2 separate regions of the Sus scrofa genome follow, and region 2 is linked to region 1. The links are chromatin contacts, called in public Hi-C maps. All regions are on one chromosome and are shown on one strand. The core of a region is the stretch at or near the end of the contact, and the rest is flanking DNA. Distances in the headings are between cores, read along the strand shown.

Evidence for each region. A called contact is a pair of places that touch in the nucleus more often than the background predicts.
Region 2: a Hi-C map of fetal liver shows a contact between it and region 1, with 2.5 times the contacts expected there. The contact joins the promoter of SUOX here to the promoter of RPS26 in region 1. A contact is called at or near these places in 2 of 5 promoter capture datasets (fetal liver and liver), 27 of 47 Hi-C or Micro-C datasets (adipocytes, adipose tissue, alveolar macrophages and 15 more) and 2 of 2 datasets of contacts at active chromatin or transcription factors (alveolar macrophages and skeletal muscle).

Annotation. Positions count from the first base shown.
Region 1 is chr5:21,430,311-21,433,010 of Sscrofa11.1, reverse strand. RPS26 (ribosomal protein S26) reads right to left here and starts at 1,355. Exons shown (of 4, transcript NM_001097481.2): 1 at 1,329-1,355; 2 at 891-1,068. The coding sequence starts at 1,331.
Region 2 is chr5:21,393,804-21,396,588 of Sscrofa11.1, reverse strand. It overlaps SUOX (sulfite oxidase), which reads right to left and starts at 1,290. Exons shown (of 4, transcript NM_001244498.1): 1 at 1,263-1,290. It overlaps LOC110260685 (a long non-coding RNA gene), which reads left to right and starts at 1,411. Exons shown (of 2, transcript XR_002343979.1): 1 at 1,411-1,488.

The sequences.
Region 1 (2,700 bases), core at 106-2,605:
GGGGGAGTAAACAGGAGTTCCCGTCGTGGCTCAGTGATTAACGAATCCGACTAGGAACCATAAGGTTGAAGGTTCGATCCCTGCCCCCTCTCAGCGGGTTAACGATCCGGTGTTGCCGTGAGCTGTGGTGTAGGTTGCAGAAGCGGCTTGCATCCCGTGTTGCTGTGGCTCTGGCGAAGGCTGGCAGCTACAGCTCTGATTCGACCCCTAGCCTCCATACACCGCAGGAGCAGCCCAAGAAATGGCAAAGAAACAAAAACAAAAAAGTAAACAAACTCATTTAGGCATATCTACAAGATTTCACTCCAAAGAGCTACTATTCACTTTCTGACACCTAAAAACATAGTTTCACGAATAAACACCCCCTTACTAACCCATCCTGTCATCATGGGAATCAAATTCACACCACAGATGTTATACCACCAAGAATCTAGTTTCTTCAACAATCACATCAGCCCTAACACCGTCCAGGGCCCCCGCCTAAAAAAGCTCACTGTCTCTAAAAAGAAAAACGATTAAAACAACATCATATTGCTCCAAAGATCACCCTCGTGAACCTAAGTAGACATGCTTCCTTTCTTAAATGACTCAGTGAGCACTACCACAAAAAGGCTCCCTCCCCAGACACAGCTCAAAGTGGCAAACGCAGCAAAGATTCAATTCTCTTCTACCGACAACCTTAAAAACACAAGGAGATTGCTCGGACACTACTACGACAAAGCCTGTGCACCGCACGGGTTGGCGGGGAGAGGTGGTTTTAGGTCTTAAAGTATGTATGTACAGCTTTCGGCCTCATGTGGAAGTTCCTCGGCCAGGGATCGAATACGCGCCACAAAAAAATTACACTTCTTAAATATTAAGATACCGATTCGCCCCGGGAGCTCACTCACCATCGAAAACGCTCGCTTCGGAAATGTCCCTGACCGCCGCGGCCTCTACAATGTTCCGAATAACGAACTTCTTAATGGCCTTATCCTTGGGCACGCATCGGGCACAGTTGGTGCAGCGAATAGGCTGCACGTGGCCGCGGCCCTTTTTGGCACGGCCATTATTCCTTCTTTTCTTGGTCTGCATCAGGATGAAAACACCATTAAGAAGGGCTCGCAACTTACCCAGCCTTAGACCCCTTCCGGCCACATTTCCCGCCGGCAACCACCAGAAGAGCCACTCAGATCTCCAGTCCCTCCGCAAACCCCCCCAAGCCTGGAACAAACATATGCTCTTTCCATTCCTTCACCGTAGTCCAGGTTTTAAAACCCCCACAATCTCATCTGGCTCACACTCAGCCTTCACCCGGCCCCAATCGTTCACCACGCGCCATAACTCACCATCTTGGAAGCGAAGACGCGAGAGAGGAAGTGGCCAACGGCTCGGCTCTCTTATATAGTGCGAGATCCCTCCGCTCACGCCGAGGGATTCCTCCTAGACGGCTCCTGGACGCACGCCAAGGACGGCAATCACCTTTATTCAAATGTTATTTATTATTCAGCGTTTCTGCTGAAATCTATGGTAGAAAGGTGTTTCTCGAGTTTATTTTTCCGTGGCACAAAGTGACCAAGGGACTATTTAACCTGCTGGCGGAAGAAAATTACGGTTATGTGTTTCCCAGCAACCTTTGCAACACCTTACCCCGGACGTAATTCTGGGCATTTATCTGTATTTTGCGACGCAAGGCGGGGAAGTTGCCCGGCGCAAGACCGCTTGTCACACTGCCTATTAGAGGTCGGAGGGGAAGAGATGCATGGTGGGAGTTGTAGTGCGGAGTTGGCAGTCCCCAGGCCCCAAGCCCTTAAACGGAAGGCGACATCACTCCACCGGCCACTGGGGGACGCTCTCTGCTCGTTTCTTTGGTGCATGACAGAAAAGGAAGATGTTGGGGGCGGGAGGCTGGGGGAAGAATAAAACATGTTATTAGTTCCTCCTTCTAATACTGAGAAAACCCAGCAGGGAGGAGTCATGGACAAGTGCATCGGTGCTAGGGCTATTTCTCATTCACCTTTTTGTTCCTGGATCTTGCAAACATAGTGCCAGGCACTGTAGTAAGCACTGTATAAATATTAACTCAGTTAACCCTCAACAAGTCTACAAGGAAGCTTCTAATATTATCCTTACATTACATGGGAATTCCCTAGAGGTTCAGGGATCCCACGACAGATTGAAAAACTGAGGAGTAGAGAGGTTAAAACTGAGGTTGCCCAAAGTTACAGGGAGCTAGTAAGAGGTTTCTTGGCTCCACTGTACTATGCTTTCTCTTACCTAAGAAACAAATAAGTGGATGGAGGTATAAGTTGGACTGGTGACCTAAATGATTTGACTTACACTCCTAGTAAAAATATATTTTACTTTGGTACTCAATACATATACAAATACAAATACACACACACACACACAAAACTGAAACAAAAATTTCATGAAACAAAGCCCTTATGACATAAGGTGCGCTGGTATTTTCTATTTTATTTTAATAAGTGTTCATCAATTCCCATTAAGGTGATTTCACCACTCATTGATGACTCTGGCCTCCTATTGAAATGTACCTTGTTATTTATGTTTAAGTTCCATTTACCTCTTTTTTTTTTTTCTTTCTTTCTTTTTTTTTTTCTTTTTAGGGCTGCACCCAAGGCATATGGAAGTTCCCAGGATGGGGTTGAATCAGAGCTGCAGCTACTGGTCTACACCACAGCCACAGCAACACGAGAT
Region 2 (2,785 bases), core at 41-2,540, 36 kb after region 1:
GAGACAGACTATGCTGACAGGATGGAAAGGAATAAGGGGGTGGGAGGGGGTCTCCTAGAATTACCTATCTCCCGCCCTCCACTCTCTACTTTGTCCACTACAGAGAACAATGGGGGCCAAAGGTCTAAAAGGCAGAGGCTCAGTTTGCCTGTTCATTATTTCTAAATTCAGCAGAGGACAACTGAGGGGTATACTGACTTAGACACAAAAAGGTGAAAAAGATAGTGGCAGCCTGATGGGGTGAGGAGCTTGGATTTTGGAGTCAACGCTTTGTGTTTGTGAAACTAGCCCTGCCATTGACCAGCCCTGTTCCTGGGCAAGATACCAAGCCTCTCTGAACTTGTGTCCTCATCTGTCAAATGAGACCTACCTAGCAGAACTGCTGTGATGAGCCAACAAGTAATAACACTGTCATTGAAGGCCTTTCCCTCCTCTCCCTCCACCCACCCTAAAAAAATAAATAAAAATTGAACCTGGCTGGGAACTGGGCCCCAACCGGGGGTTCCCACCCCTACCTGGCCTGGCCATTCCAGTGAGCTCAGCAGATCGAGGAGTTAATGTCCAGGGTGTCAGGGGACGGGCTAGAGACGGAAGAAGGTAATTTTTCTGCGCTGGCTTGCGCAGTTTCTTCCTTAAAGCACTGAGCAGATCACTGACCCCAGGAGGGCCAAAGCGGGGAGGGGTGAGAAGAGGCAGAATTGCTGACGAGATGCTAAAGAGGGGTGCTGGCAGAGACACTAGGAGGAAGCTAGAAATAGGAGTGGAGTCTGCATTTTACTCCTGGGCCTTAGAACCCTCACTCTCCCTGCCACCTTTCCTCAATCCCAGCAGCCTACTAAAAGCAGACTGGAGCTGCATAGGTAGGACTGACTTGCAGGCAGACTCGGTCAGCCCAGTATCCCAGGTTTGGGAGAGGCAGTCTGCCGCTAAACAGATGGCACCGCCTTGTGCGGGTAGTCGCCAGTCACTCCCCAGAGGAAAAATTTGGTAGAATATGGATGTGTTCAGCACCAAGACACAAGCACCCGGTTCCATGTCGCCCAACAGCTGGCCCAGGAGTGTCTAGTAGCAACACCCCGCGGCCCCAGGAACACTCGGCTAGCGGTAGTGGAGGCGGGGACTAGCAGTTTTGTTGTCCTTGGGATTCGGAGCACCCCTGAGGACCAACACCACCCCCGACCCCGCGCCGCCCCTGCCCAGGTTACTAGTCCTGCCTCCTCCCGGTTACTAGTCCTGCCTCCTCCCGGCCCCAGGTTCCTTACCGGGTTCGCCGTCCGCACCGTGGTTCTTTCACCCGCTCAGCGCCCAGCCGCAGTCGGCGAGGGGGCGGGGCTTGCGCCGTGACGTTGGGCTAGAGTAAAGGACCACTCTCGCCCCTCTGCTCGTCCCCAAGTCATTGGCGGGCCATAGACCGCCTCCCTGCTGCTGTGCCCCGCCTCCTGGAGGCCGAGGCAGGCGGGGATGCCACCTGGGCTCGGAACTAGAACGGTAAGTTTTTGCTTTTACCCCGCCGGAGAAGGACGTCCGGAATTCGGGGCAGTGCAAAGTGATGAGGACGCCCAGAGGTTGGGCTGAGGGATGTCCCTACCCCTCCCAGCTATCTGAGACACAAGTGCTCCCCTCCCAGCTATCTGAGACACAAGTGCTTTCACTAGAGGCCTCGGGATTCAGACGGCTTTCTCCCGGGGGCGGGGGGGGGGTGAGCTCCGCCTCTTATCTTGTTTTTCACAAACGTCTGTGTTGCAACTGCAACAGCCCTGTGTTTTGTTTTGTTTTTTTTTGTCTTTTGTCTTTCTAGGGCCTCATCCGCGGCCTATGGAGGTTCCCAGGCTAGTGGTGGAATCGGAGCTGTAGCCGCTGGCCTACACCACAGCTCACCGCAAGTAGACTCCTTAACCCACTGCCGAGGCCAGGGATTGAACCTGCCCCCTCAAGGATACGTTCCCGCTGAGCCACGACGGGAACTCCTGCCCTGTTTGTATTTTAGAGGAAACAAGAGCAAGTGCTCAATTCTCTTATATCCAGGAACGAGAGCAGAAATGGGGTCTACATAACAATTCAAAGAGATTCTTCAGACTAGTTTAATTTCTCCCCAGATTATAGAACCAACACTGAATAGCCACCTTTTTTTTTTTCTTTTTGCTTAGTGGTCAATTTTTTAAAAATCGTTACTTAATAAGAGAAATGACATTTTAACACCCCAAAATAGGGGAACATTGTAAGTGCTCATAATCTCAGAGTAAAGGGCATAATAGAACATTGTTTGCTATTACCCTTTTATCATTTGGCCCCGAAGTGAAATCTTGTCATTGGCTAGCAGTGAACCTGGGGCAAACGTATCCACACTGCCCTCTGGAGACTAGAAGGTTGAGCTACAGCCTTAAGTGAAGGTCTTCATCTTTAATTTTGGAAAATCAGTTCCCCTCCCTTTCTGCTCTCCTAAGAGCTTTCACTAGGAATGAAGGAGCTGTGGGAGGAGCGCTAAGAGATAAACCGAAAGAGGAATTGACAATGCAAAGGTGATTTTGGCGTTAAAGTTTCTGGAAAAAGAAAGATCCCCAAATGAACTGTGTATAATTAAATCATCAGAGATCTGACACCCAACCTACTATAGCAGTCTTAAAAATAGTCTTAGGGAGTTCCTGTAGTGGTGCAGTGGTTAACAAATCCAACTAGGAACCATGAGGTTTCAGGTTCGATCCCTGGCCTTGCTCAGTGGGTTAAGGATCCAGCATTGCCATGAGCTGTGGTGTAGGTCGATCCCACGTTGCTGTGGCTCTGGAGT